2 separate regions of the Zea mays genome follow, and region 1 is linked to region 2. A link is a contact called in public Hi-C data. All regions are on one chromosome and are shown on one strand. The core of a region is the stretch at or near the end of the contact, and the rest is flanking DNA. Distances in the headings are between cores, read along the strand shown. Region 1 holds the start of LOC100286851. Region 2 has its middle 14 kb from the start of LOC100193920.

Evidence for each region. Hi-C and Micro-C count contacts between places; a contact is called where the count stands out from the background.
Region 1: a Hi-C map of tassel shows a contact between it and region 2, with 4 times the contacts expected there. The contact joins the promoter of LOC100286851 here to the enhancer-like site in region 2. A contact is called at or near these places in 3 of 25 Hi-C or Micro-C datasets (ear, endosperm and tassel).

What each region holds. Positions count from the first base shown.
Region 1 is chr9:90,931,743-90,937,900 of Zm-B73-REFERENCE-NAM-5.0, reverse strand. LOC100286851 reads left to right here and starts at 4,809. Exons shown (of 5, transcript NM_001159622.1): 1 at 4,809-5,280; 2 at 5,399-5,622; 3 at 5,754-6,001; 4 at 6,102-6,158. The coding sequence starts at 4,953.
Region 2 is chr9:90,603,978-90,609,695 of Zm-B73-REFERENCE-NAM-5.0, reverse strand. It overlaps a transcript of LOC100193920 not described here. Among protein-coding and RNA genes, the nearest start is that of LOC100193920, 14 kb to the right of the region's middle. Within about 2 kb of position 3,450, at least 14 of the 20 cell types and tissues checked have an H3K27ac peak or open chromatin away from gene starts, as enhancers often do. A contact at or near this core is called in ear, endosperm and tassel, where this site is marked.

The DNA.
Region 1 (6,158 bases), core at 3,560-6,059, 330 kb before region 2:
CATGTTAGTCTTAGCAATTAAGCAAGTGTCGAGTTCAGCTCTATCAAAATCTACTAAGTATAACTGACCCTCTAACACTCCCTTAAATGCTATTGAATCATCACTTCTTCTAAAGACAGTAACACCTACATCTGTGAAAAGACAGTTGTAGTCCATTTTGCATAATTGAGATACGGAAAGCAAATTGTAATCTAAAGAATCTACAAGAAAAATATTGGAAATGGAATGGTCGGGTGATATAGCAATTTTACCCAATCCTTTGACCAAACCTTGATTTCCATCCCCGAATGTGATAGCTCGTTGGGGATCTTGGTTTTTCTCATAGGAGGAGAACATCTTCTTCTCCCCTGTCATATGGTTTGTGCACCCGCTGTCAATTATCCAATTTGAGCCCCCCGGATGCATAAACCTACAAAACAAGTTTAGTTCTTTGTTTTAGGTACCCAAACTGTTTTGGGTCCTTTGGCATTAGATACAAGAACTTTGGGTACCCAAACACAAGTCTTTGATCCCTTGTGTTTGCCCCCAACAAACTTGGCAACTACCTTGCCAGATTTGTTAGTCAAAACATAAGATGCATCAAAAGTTTTAAATGAAATGTCATGATTATTTGATGCACTAGGAGTTTTTTCTTAGGCAATTTAGCACGGGTTGATTGCCTAGAGCTAGATGTCTCACCCTTATACATAAAAGCATGATTAGGGCCAGAGTGAGACTTCCTAGAATGAATTCTCCTAATTTTGCTCTCAGGGTAACCGGCAGGGTACAAAATGTAACCCTCGTTATCCTGAGGCATGGGAGCCTTGCCCTTAACAAAGTTAGACAATCTTTTAGGAGGGGCACTAAGTTTGACATTGTCTCCCTTTTGGAAGCCAATGCCATCCTTGATGCCAGGGCGTCTCCCACTATAGAGCATGCTTCTAGCAAATTTAAATTTTTCATTTTCTAAGTAAACTGATATACGAACTTCGTGTTCAAGCATAAAATCGTATAATTTTTAGCGTAAATAGTGCATGTGGGAGGCATAAGACACAAGCACAGACGAAGGTCGTCACTCGGGCCGCCCGAACTGCGTCGGATCGGAGGATGTCATGCACAATCGTCGCTGTGCACACTTCGCGCCTTCCATGACGTCGCTCGAACCTCACGCCTCGTGCGGCGTCGTCACTACTCGCACGTCGAGGAGTGGCAATTGCTCGCTCGCCTTGGGAGTGCCGCCGCCTCGGGGCCCCGAGGACGTCGCCGCTTGCCTACATAGGGGCCTGCCGTTGCTCGCCCTCTGGATTGGGGAGCCACCGCCACCGACCTGGAACCGCCGCCACTACTCCGGATCGAGGAACCACGGCCACCGCAGCCACCGGCTGGGGTCCACGCCGCACGCGCTCTCGGGCAACCACCGCCGTCGCACGCGCCTGAGTGGGCATCGTCGCTAATGAATCGGGATGGGCCGTGAAAAACTGAACTATAGCACTCCGGGTATTCTTTTATAGACGCCCAGACGTGACCCGGCTCGACCGGATTGCAGCGTCTAACCTGGTCTTTCTCTAGTTATTGAAAGCCCAGGGCTCGTTATATATATATATATATATATATATATATATATATATATATATATATATATATATATATATATATATATATATATATATATATATATATATATATATATATTCAATAGACTTAAAGGTTTCAATCACATCTTATCTTCAACCCCTTCGAAGAAGGAAATCTAATAAAACAAGAAAGGAGAGTTTCCTCATTTATGGTGTATGTTGTCTTGTTTTTTGTTATTCTTAGAAGTCAACATTAAGTGACCAACCTGATTAGATCCACATAAGATAGAGTGACTCTAAAAAAGAAAAAGTATGCTCAACCATCCAGCTAGTCAAAATCTTCAGAACGGAGCCATTCTCTTGCGTGAAGCGGCTCTATCTCAACGGACTCAGCAACCAAACACTACCCCAAATGTATCGACACAAACACTGCCCCAAATGTATTGTCGATTCAATTTATCGTTTGAGGCATCACGGGAACGAGTTCTTGGCCATCAGAGGGTAACAGAGTGCGCCGGCGGTGCGTGATGAGCAGGATGCCTCGTTGACAACAACGAGGCGTGCGCGGCTGGGCAAGCACAGTAGTCGTGCATGCAATGCAAAGCAGGCAACGTACATGTGACTGCACGACGACCGACAACGCTGGACGACTAACCAAACCATTCGAGGTTTCCTTCTCTGCTACCCATGCATACACATGTGAACCCGATACTATATAGTAGTAGAAATTTCGTGACAGACACTGACACCGATCGCAAAATCTGCTCCCCGGCCCCGATCCGTCGTTGGGCCCAGCACCAACATACACCTGCACCGCTGCACGTACAGGAACCACGAATGGAGAGGACCGGAATGAATGTTCCTCGCAGCGGCAGCGGCAGCGGCAAGCAACCGTCGTCGCCGGCCGGGTTCGCGCGCCGAGAGGCCCCGAACCCGAGCATCGTGCTCCTCCCGCGCCCGGCACCGTCCCGCGGTACGCGGCCCTCGCGCCGGGCAGTGGCCGCCGCTGCCGTTTTCCAGATCGATCCCAGCTCCAGTTCCAATCAAAGCGCTGATGCGGGCAAGCTTGGCTGCGTGCATGCGGTGCGAACGAGACGAGCCGACGACACGGGCGCGCCTGTCCCGGCCTGTGTCTTTCCGTGCGCGCCCACCTCGTTTCCCGCCGGGTTCGCCTCCACCCGATCCGGCGGCCGCATGCAAATGCAACACACACACACATCCAGCCAGCTAGAGCGGCTGCTGCCGCTCTATCTCGGTCTCCTTCTCCGTCTCCTTGCATACACGCACGCACGCACCGCTGTACAACTTGATGGACCTCATCATGTTCCCATTGGTATCAACCTTCATGTTCGGACCCGGCCTGGATGTGCACGACATATATACAAGTTCCACATGCTACATGCACATCTTGCCAAAGACTATGGCAATTCGAGCTCTTCCAACTTCTTCTCAAGACATGTTGGAATCGATCTCATCAAGAATTTTTTTTAACAAGTTTTCAATTTCCAACTCGGGTCAGATAGAAAATCGGTGCAACACGCATGAGTCCTACTCGAACACGACCAAAAGTTATCTACGCCAGCTTCCAAAATGACATCCCAAGCTAGACTCGATGGACCTCAAGATCAACATCATCTTCTTAGTACCCTAGGCCTACACGGTAGACGATTCTACACATTTGCCTTGTGAAGACTACGGCAGATCAAACTTCCCAATCAACTAGCTATTAATACTTAGCTCTAACTGCTATTAGCTAGTTTGGCCTATTTAGTAAAATAAGCTAACAATTAGCTATACCCCGGCCCGTTTAAATCCAAAAGGAATTATTCAGCAAACTATCAGGTCTATTAGGGCATGTACAGTGGAGAGACACCAAAACGGTTCTCCAAGCATATGAGACAACTAAGAGACTCTATTGTACAATGAAGTGTCTATAAACGTAGTCTATTAATAAATACAGAATTAAATGTATTTGTATAGCATCAGATCGATAGAACAGACGACAAATTCGTACAGTGGGAAGTGAGGCGTCTGTTGTTACTTGGTTTACGAGCCAGAGGCGTCTCTTCACGGAGAGACGGCTCTAAGATTTTTTTGCAAATAACCCCCTAAAACACCTTAAGAGCCCCCACATTAAACACCACTGTACATGCCCTTATATTCCAAATTAAATACGGCCTATGAATAATGGCAATAACTATTCTTGAAACAATACAAGGAGATGGTGTAAAGTTGCAGCAGCTAGCCGGCCGGGTTTTAATTTCTTCTGCTTGTGACCGTCGTACGTAAGAAACCAAAGGCCAACGTGAGGGCAGGGCTTAGCGTGACTTGGACGACACAATGAAGTGGAAATGTGGGCTCTTACCGGGATTGCTTGCTGGTACTCCTGACTTTTGACAATGATTTGTTCGTCTTTAACCGAAAAAGGTTAGAAATTGACACGTTATACTTGGCATGACAAAATGTTTGGCACGGCTTCATCTGCTCCGCAAATAAATTCAACTCTGTTTTCTCTTAAAAAACAGCTCCTCTATAGGAGCTAGTGTTTTTTTTAACAAATCCTTTTAACAAAACGTCTCCTCTTGACGCGCGAGAGAAAGGCAAGATGATGAGAGGAGGAGCCGCCAGGAGCAAACAAAATTTGGTTCCGACTTTTCTCTATAAAAATGGCTCGAGCTCTTCAGTGCTAGCTCTTTTTTAGGCTGTTTGGGAGGGCTGGTCCAAGAGCCGGAGCCCATTTAGAAGCCCTCCCAAAGAGGCCCATATATCATATATTTATATAGCCGATGTCAATGAAATGACGGGTATGGTTTAGACACAAACAACACCTCAAGATTCTAAAGCAGTTGTGTGTATCAGTGTTGCTGTTGTAGTACAAAGCGTACAACCGTTGATGATCTTAATTCAATGATATAAATGGTTAGAGGTCCTGGCGTTCCCAACACTAATTTCGAACTCCTTTATCATTACTAGGTTAGCTAGAGGAGGAAGACAACTTGTTCATGTCAGATAATCAGGCATCACCATCACCTCAATCTGCATACACACACAGGCCAAGCCGCCAAGGTCGCCCGTACACGGACTCCTGGCCTAGATCCATGGTCAAGCGCATGCAGGAATGGAGCTGCCCAGCAGCAAGCTCAACTGCCCACGGCCACATCGTTGACTCCTCTATCACTTCGTGGGGCCCAGTGTCGCCGGCCGCCCTGCTGCTATATATAACGGCCTCCGCTTCCCGCCCTCCTCACCGGCTCACTTCCAAGCACTGCAGAACCGTTTTGGCGCTTGCTTTGCTTTGCTCTGCTCTGCTGTAGTAACCAGAACACGCACCGCGAAAACAGGCGCCGTGTTTCCTTCTTGTCCTCGACACAGGCACAGGCAGGGAAAGTCGCGCGATCGATGGAGGCGGAGGCGGAGGCGGAGGCGGCGTCGTCGGGACGGTGGTGCACGTGGAACCTCGCGGCGGTGGCCGCGGTGGGTGCGTGTCTGCTCCTGATGCACGTGGCGGCGCGGGTGGCGGACGCGCTCTGGTGGCGCCCGCACCGGCTGGAGGCGCACTTCGCGCGACAGGGCGTGCGCGGGCCGCCGTACCGCTTCCTCCTGGGCTGCGTGAGGGAGATGGTCGCGCTCATGGCGGAGGCCACCGCGAAGCCCATGTCGCCGCCGGACTCGCACGACGCGCTCCCGCGGGTGCTCGGGTTCTACCACTACTGGAGGAAGATCTACGGTACGCATGCATCTAGAAAGGCCCACGCTTGCTGCGTCCTTGTCGTCGATTCGCTTGTCCAGCTCTAGCTAGAGTGGTGTATTATTAATGGCGGCGGCTCCGGCTCGTGGCGGCGCAGGACCGATGTTCTTGATATGGTTCGGGCCGACGCCGCGGCTCACGGTGGCGGACCCGGAGCTGGTCAGCGAGGTCCTCCTCACACGCGCTGACGCGTTCGACCGCTACGAGGCGCACCCCGTCGTCCGGAAGCTCGAGGGAGACGGCCTCGTCAGTCTCCACGACGACAAGTGGGCGCTCCACCGCCGCGTCCTCACCCCGGCCTTCTACCCCGACAACCTCAACGTACGCGCACAACGCTCTGTCTCTCTCTCTCTCTCAGTTGCTTTAATCTGATCGCTGTCGGCAACCAATGGTGGCGCGACACTGACACGTGCCCTCTCGATGGATCTCCTTCCCTTCCCGGCTTCCCCCAGCGGCTGGCACCGCACGTCGCCAGGTCGGTGGTGGCGCTGGCGGAGAGGTGGCGGGCCATGGCCTCCGCCGCGGGAGGCGAGGTGGAGGTGGACGTCGCGGAGTGGTACCAGGCCGTCGCCGAGGAGGCCATCACGCGCGCTACGTTCGGCAGCAGCTACGACTCCGGCCGCGTCGTGTTCCGCATGCAGGCGCGCCTCATGGCCTTCGCCTCCGAGGCCTTCCGCAAGGTCTTCGTCCCTGGGTACAGGTTCGTTCGTCAGGCAGGCTCAAGAGAGATGATATGCTCTTCCTCTGCAACTCATTTCGATTGACTGAGGATTTAGTCTGATTCGCGCCTCGCATCGCAGGTTCTTGCCGACCAAGAAGAACCGGCTGCAGTGGAGCCTGGACAGGGAGATCAGGCG
Region 2 (5,718 bases), core at 2,201-4,700:
AACCTTCCAAGCTCGCCCTCCACCAACTCCATTTTAGTGAGCATGGTGATGTCGTTCCCCTCGTGAGAAATCTTGAGGGTGTCCCATATCTGCTTGGCATTGTCCAAGCCGCTCACCTTATTGTACTCGTCCCTGCACAAAGAGGCTAGCAACACAGTAGTAGCTTGTGCATTTTTATGAATTTGTTCATTAATAAACATAGGGCTATCCGAGCTATCAAATTTCATTCCATTCTCTACAATCTCCCATATGCTTGGATGGAGAGAGAATAAATGACTACGCATTTTGTGACTCCAAAATCCGTAGTCCTCCCCATCAAAGTGTGGAGGTTTGCCAAGAGGAATGGAAAGCAAATGCGAATTCGAACTATGTGGAATACGAGAATAATCAAATGAAAAGTTCGAATTGACCGTCTTTTGTTTGTCGTAGTCGTCATCCTTGTGGGAAGAAGTAGACTCATCGCTGTCGTAGTAGACGATCTCCTTGATACGTCTTGTCTTCTTCTTCTTCCCATCTTTACGTCTGTGGCCCGAGCCAGAGTCGTTGGATTTGTCATCTTTTGGCTCGTTGACGAAGGACTCCTTTTCCTTGTCGTTGATCACGATTCCCTTCCCCTTAGGATCCATCTCTTCGGGCGGTTAGTCCCTTTCTTGAAGAGAACGGCTCTGATACCAATTGAGAGCACCTAGAGGGGGGGGTGAATAGGTGATCCTGTAAAAACTTAACTTATAGCCACAAAAACTTGTTAAGTGTTAGCACAAGTATGGCCAAGTGGCTAGATAGGAGTCAAAACACAATAACCACAAGAAATCAATCCCAGAGATGACACGGTGGTTATCCCGTGGTTCGGCCAAGTACAAAAACTTGCCTACTCCACGTTGTGGCGTCCCAATGGACGAGAGTTGCACTCAACTCCTCTCAAGTGATCCAATGATCAACTTGAATACCACGGTGTTCTTGCTTTTCTTTTCTCAATCCCGTTTGCGAGGAATCTCCACAACTTGGAGCCTCTCGCCCTTACAAAAGATGTTCACAGAGAATCACGGAGCAAGGGAGGGATTAGCAACTCACACACAACACAAAGATCACAGCGAATACACACACACGACCCAGACTTGAGCTCAAGAGACTAGCACACTAGAACGGAGCTCAAATCACTAGAATATCGAACAAGTGTGCAAGATTGATGTGTGAGTGATCAAGAGTGCTCAAGGAATGCTTGGGTGTTCTCCTCCATGCGCCTAGGGGTCCCTTTTATAGCCCCAAGGCAGCTAGGAGCCGTTGAGAGCAAAACTGGAAGGCTGATCTTGCCTTCTGTCGTCGGGCGCACCGGACAGTCCGGTGCACACCGGACACTGTCCGGTGCCCGATTTCCTTCCATAAACAGCGCAATCGACCGTTGCTGATCTGGGAGCCGTTGGCGCACCGGACATGTCCGGTGCACACCGGACAGTCCGGTGCCCCCTTCCGACCGTTGGCTTGGCCACGTGTCGCGCGCTGAATCCGCGGCCGACCGTTGGCCCTAGCCGACCGTTGGCTCACCGGACAGTCCGGTGCACACCGGACAGTCCGGTGAATTTTAGCCGTACGCCGTCGGCGAATTCCCGAGAGCGGCCTGTTCGACCGAGGCAGCCTGGCGCACCGGACACTGTCCGGTGCACCACCGGACAGTCCGGTGCCCCAGACCGAAACAGCCCCTTGGCTGTACACAGCCACCTCTTTTCTTTTCTTTTTCTTCCTGTTTCCAATACTTAGACAAGTATATTAGTACACAAAACCAATGTACTAAGACTTAGAAACATACCTTTGCTCTTGATTTGCACTTTATTCATCCATTGCATAAATTCACATTTAAGCACTTGAGTTGGCACTCAATCACCAAAATACTTAGAAATGGCCCAAGGGCACATTTCCCTTTCAGATGTTGTCCTGCAGAACATTCTTTGAAAGAACACACCTATATGAGTTAGACTGTCTAACGTCGCAGTCTATGAGATCTGGGTGATCTCTAGTAAACTCATGAAGAGACCTTGGAGTACGACGTATATGCTCCACCCGAGAAGGGGACTACTAGTAGCTAAGTACTGGTCATGACTTCAAGTGAAACCCATTCACGCAAAACTTGCAATTCAAGGCATAGTCCATTGTCCAAGTTATGGATTGGTGTAGCTTGGAGTTCTAGGCGGAAGTTCAACTTAACAGTCTCTGCTGAAAAAACTAGTATATTAAACAGTAGTGAACAGTGGCGAAAACTGCAGATAGGCATTTGAGATCTGGTGGGGGATTGTTAGGATTTATGGGCTTGGCCCAATTAAGATATTCAAATAAATCCCAGAAAATCTCAAAAGCCCATACAAGAGGATGGCTAGAGGATAGGTGGAACCATTAGCACCATATTGCTAGCTCTAGTGGAGTAGAGCTAGCTTAAATATGGAAGCCACACTCACTCACCAAGTCATGGATGAGAGGAGAGAGTGTGGAGAGCCACACGCGCGCGCGCGCTCGCTCGCCTCGCCTCGCCTGTCTTGTCCTGTCCTGTCCGGGGCGGGGCGAAGGGCGCGGGCGCACGACATGCGCGTGAATGGTCCGCCGAAATCCGGCCCCTCGCCTTGCGGGGCGCGGCTACCTTTTGCCGTTTGATTTTTTGGTTTCTTGGCTGTTACGCTTATCCTAACCGATCGCTATAAAATCTCAACTGATTGCGAGATTTTCGTGGGCGGATAAGCACGGGGGTCGCGGACTTGGCCCTATAAAAGGAGCCCGGCAGCCAGCCTCCAAATCATCCTAGATCTCAGGCTTTCGCCTCTCTTCATATCTGAACTGCCTTTTAGTTCACTTCGTCCCGACCGCAGAGGTGCATCTGCGCTCAGGAGAGCAGGTCTCCGGAACCCTTCGTCTTCTAGATCCTGCACCGGGAGAGGGCGAATAAGGTTTTTGGGAAGCGTCTTCACGCGACTGCTCGTGATCTGCTGACCTCGTCGACCCTGCTGATTTCGCTACTTCGACATCGTCGACCCTGCTGATTTCGGCGCGTGCCATCTATCAGTAAGTCTAATCAGTACGCATCATCTGATTTGGCTTGTTATTTCAGTTCTTCTGATTTGGTCATGATTTATATTCGGAATTTAAACTGGAATTTGTCTAATTATTCAACAATGAATGCAGTTGGCTGCTTGTGTTCCGGCGGCCAAACGCCGTGACGTCCGAGAATTAGGATGGTCGGCTACAGGACTCGTCCAATGGTTGGTTAACTGTAACGGTTAGAGTGCAAGTAGACCGAGAGAGGTTAATGAATCTTTAAACTGGTTGGTGCAGAGGCTGAGGCTGGAGAATGACGAAACCCTTGACACATGTTGTTGCCAGACAGACACATTCCTGCAGTACTGATGGAGTGTACTGTGCATGTGCAGGGCAGCAGAAAGATACTGGCGATGCCATTCTGTTCGGGCATGGTTGGTATCAATGCTGTGCACAAAGCCTGTGCTCACTGCCCAGAGCATCAGCAGCCATCTCAGGCCCATAACGCACTGCAAATGCAAATGCAAATGTGGCACGGGTCAGCACTTTGGAAGGAGTTCGTTAGGGTGGTAGCAGCGCCGCGGTCTACATACCCATCATTATGGCTGACGACGATTGTTTGTCGTCAGTGGCGGCAGCAGCAGATGGGCACCACCGGGACCGGAGCGCCAGCCTGGACATCAGCCACTTCATGACGTTAAACACAGATCATCATCACTTGATACAAGTAAAGAAGAATAATGCTCAAGTAGTTGGCTGCTGATTTCATCAGGTTGAAAAGTGTTGGGCAGAGCTAGAAGCATCATTACTATTACACATATCTGACGGCAAGTAGCTGTTACTACTTTACATTATCGTAAATGTTCTGTTTGTGGCAAGCAAAAATCGAACAAAAAACTGTAGGTGCATACAGAAGAAAAAAATACAGTACAAGCTAATTGTCAAACAAGAAGCCAACAACATCAGCAGAATTTCCAAGGCCCAATAACAAGGTGCATGAATTTCCAAACACGCAAGAACTGCATTAAGTTCAATGGCTCGTAAAGAGATCGATGGTACATCGTCCTACACCACGTAGGAACTTTTCACTTGTACTTGACCTATAACATAAGCTTGCTTGCTCATCAGAACCACCAGTGCCTACCACTTCACTTCTGAAAATATGTGATGGCCTATCCATTGCATTTCAAACATGTTCCTTCAACTGCACAACGATCACTTCTGTAAATTGAAGGGCAACTGGCTTTAGCACAAAAGTAGGGCGGCCAAATAATTCTCCAAAATAAGTCTCATGAAGAACAGCTACAATATCTGGATTACAAAACACAAGAACAGATAAAAAGGTATGTATCATATGTATAAGACGACTGGCAAATTACTGTACAGACATACCTGCAAGTATTCTTTGATGCAAGGCCAGACCATGTAATCCCAACGTTTTGTGTGTACATGGAAATCAGCTGCAAGTCCTGAACTAGGGCACATTTGTATGCTTTTACAAAAATCGTAGTAGAGCATTGCTTGGTGGCATGGGGTACAGATGGCTTTGGTTACAAAAAAACTGACCCTGGACGTCCTTGGACTGGCTTACCTATTCAGGTACCTGGCAAGGCTCAAGCTTTCTTTTCCAGGGCCTTGATCTCTGAGGTTGGGGATGGATCAAACACCATGTTTTGGATGGATAAGTGGCTACATGGGAAAAGAGTTTCTGATTTGGCTCCTCGGCTGTTTGGCTCAATTCCAAAGAGATTTATTAACAAGAGAACTGTCCAAGACGCCTTATCAAATAGGAGATGGACTATCTTCATCTTTAGGAAGTTCCCTCAGATTTTGAACTGCAGCCCAATAGGGAGGATAAGCATATCTTTAGCATTGCTTCATATGGCAGATACACCGCAAAGGCTGCTTATAAGGATCTTTTCTTGGGGTCAAGCTCCTTTGGACATTACATGACAGATTGGCTAAGAGAGATCTGAATCACCCAAGCAAATGTCCTTTATGTAACCAGGAAGCTGAAACAATAAATCATTTGTTTGTGTGGTGTGTATTTGCAAGACTCTTCTGGTACAAGATGTTGAGAAAGATTGGTATGCATTCTTTAGCACCACAACCAGGTGCCACATCCTTCTTTGAGTGGTGGGAAAAAGCCTCGGAGGCTGTGAATGGGCTCTTCAAGAAAGGACTTGACTCCCTCATCATCCTGGGTGCCTGCATGATTTGGAAGCACCGCAAATAGATGTGTTTTTTGATAACTGGACACCTAGCCTGGCTTTAATCCTAAATATCACTTATGTTTGAGTTTCACACTATTTCACCTAAATATCACTTCCTTTAAGCTAATAATAAATTCTGATTATAGAATTGCAGTGTGCATCAACTTATCCATGAGCCGAAATGAACTTGCACCGATTGCACATTGAAAGCTCATAAAGCCCAAAAATGTTCATCGTTGTCCTGTGCAATAACCAATGTGATTATCAAAATCTTGTTAGAATGTGTGTGTGGGCCGGCGGCACTGTTGGGCTGCCGGCTGCCAGCCCATTAGGGTTAGGGTTGAGTCTCTATATATATGTACTTCATCTCCTATCAATACATCCACTTCCATATTCCTACATGGTATCAAAAGATTAGGGTTTCCTCACTTCTTTCCCCAGCCGCCACCCCACCTCTGCCCTAGGCACGGCTTCCGCGCCGCCGCCC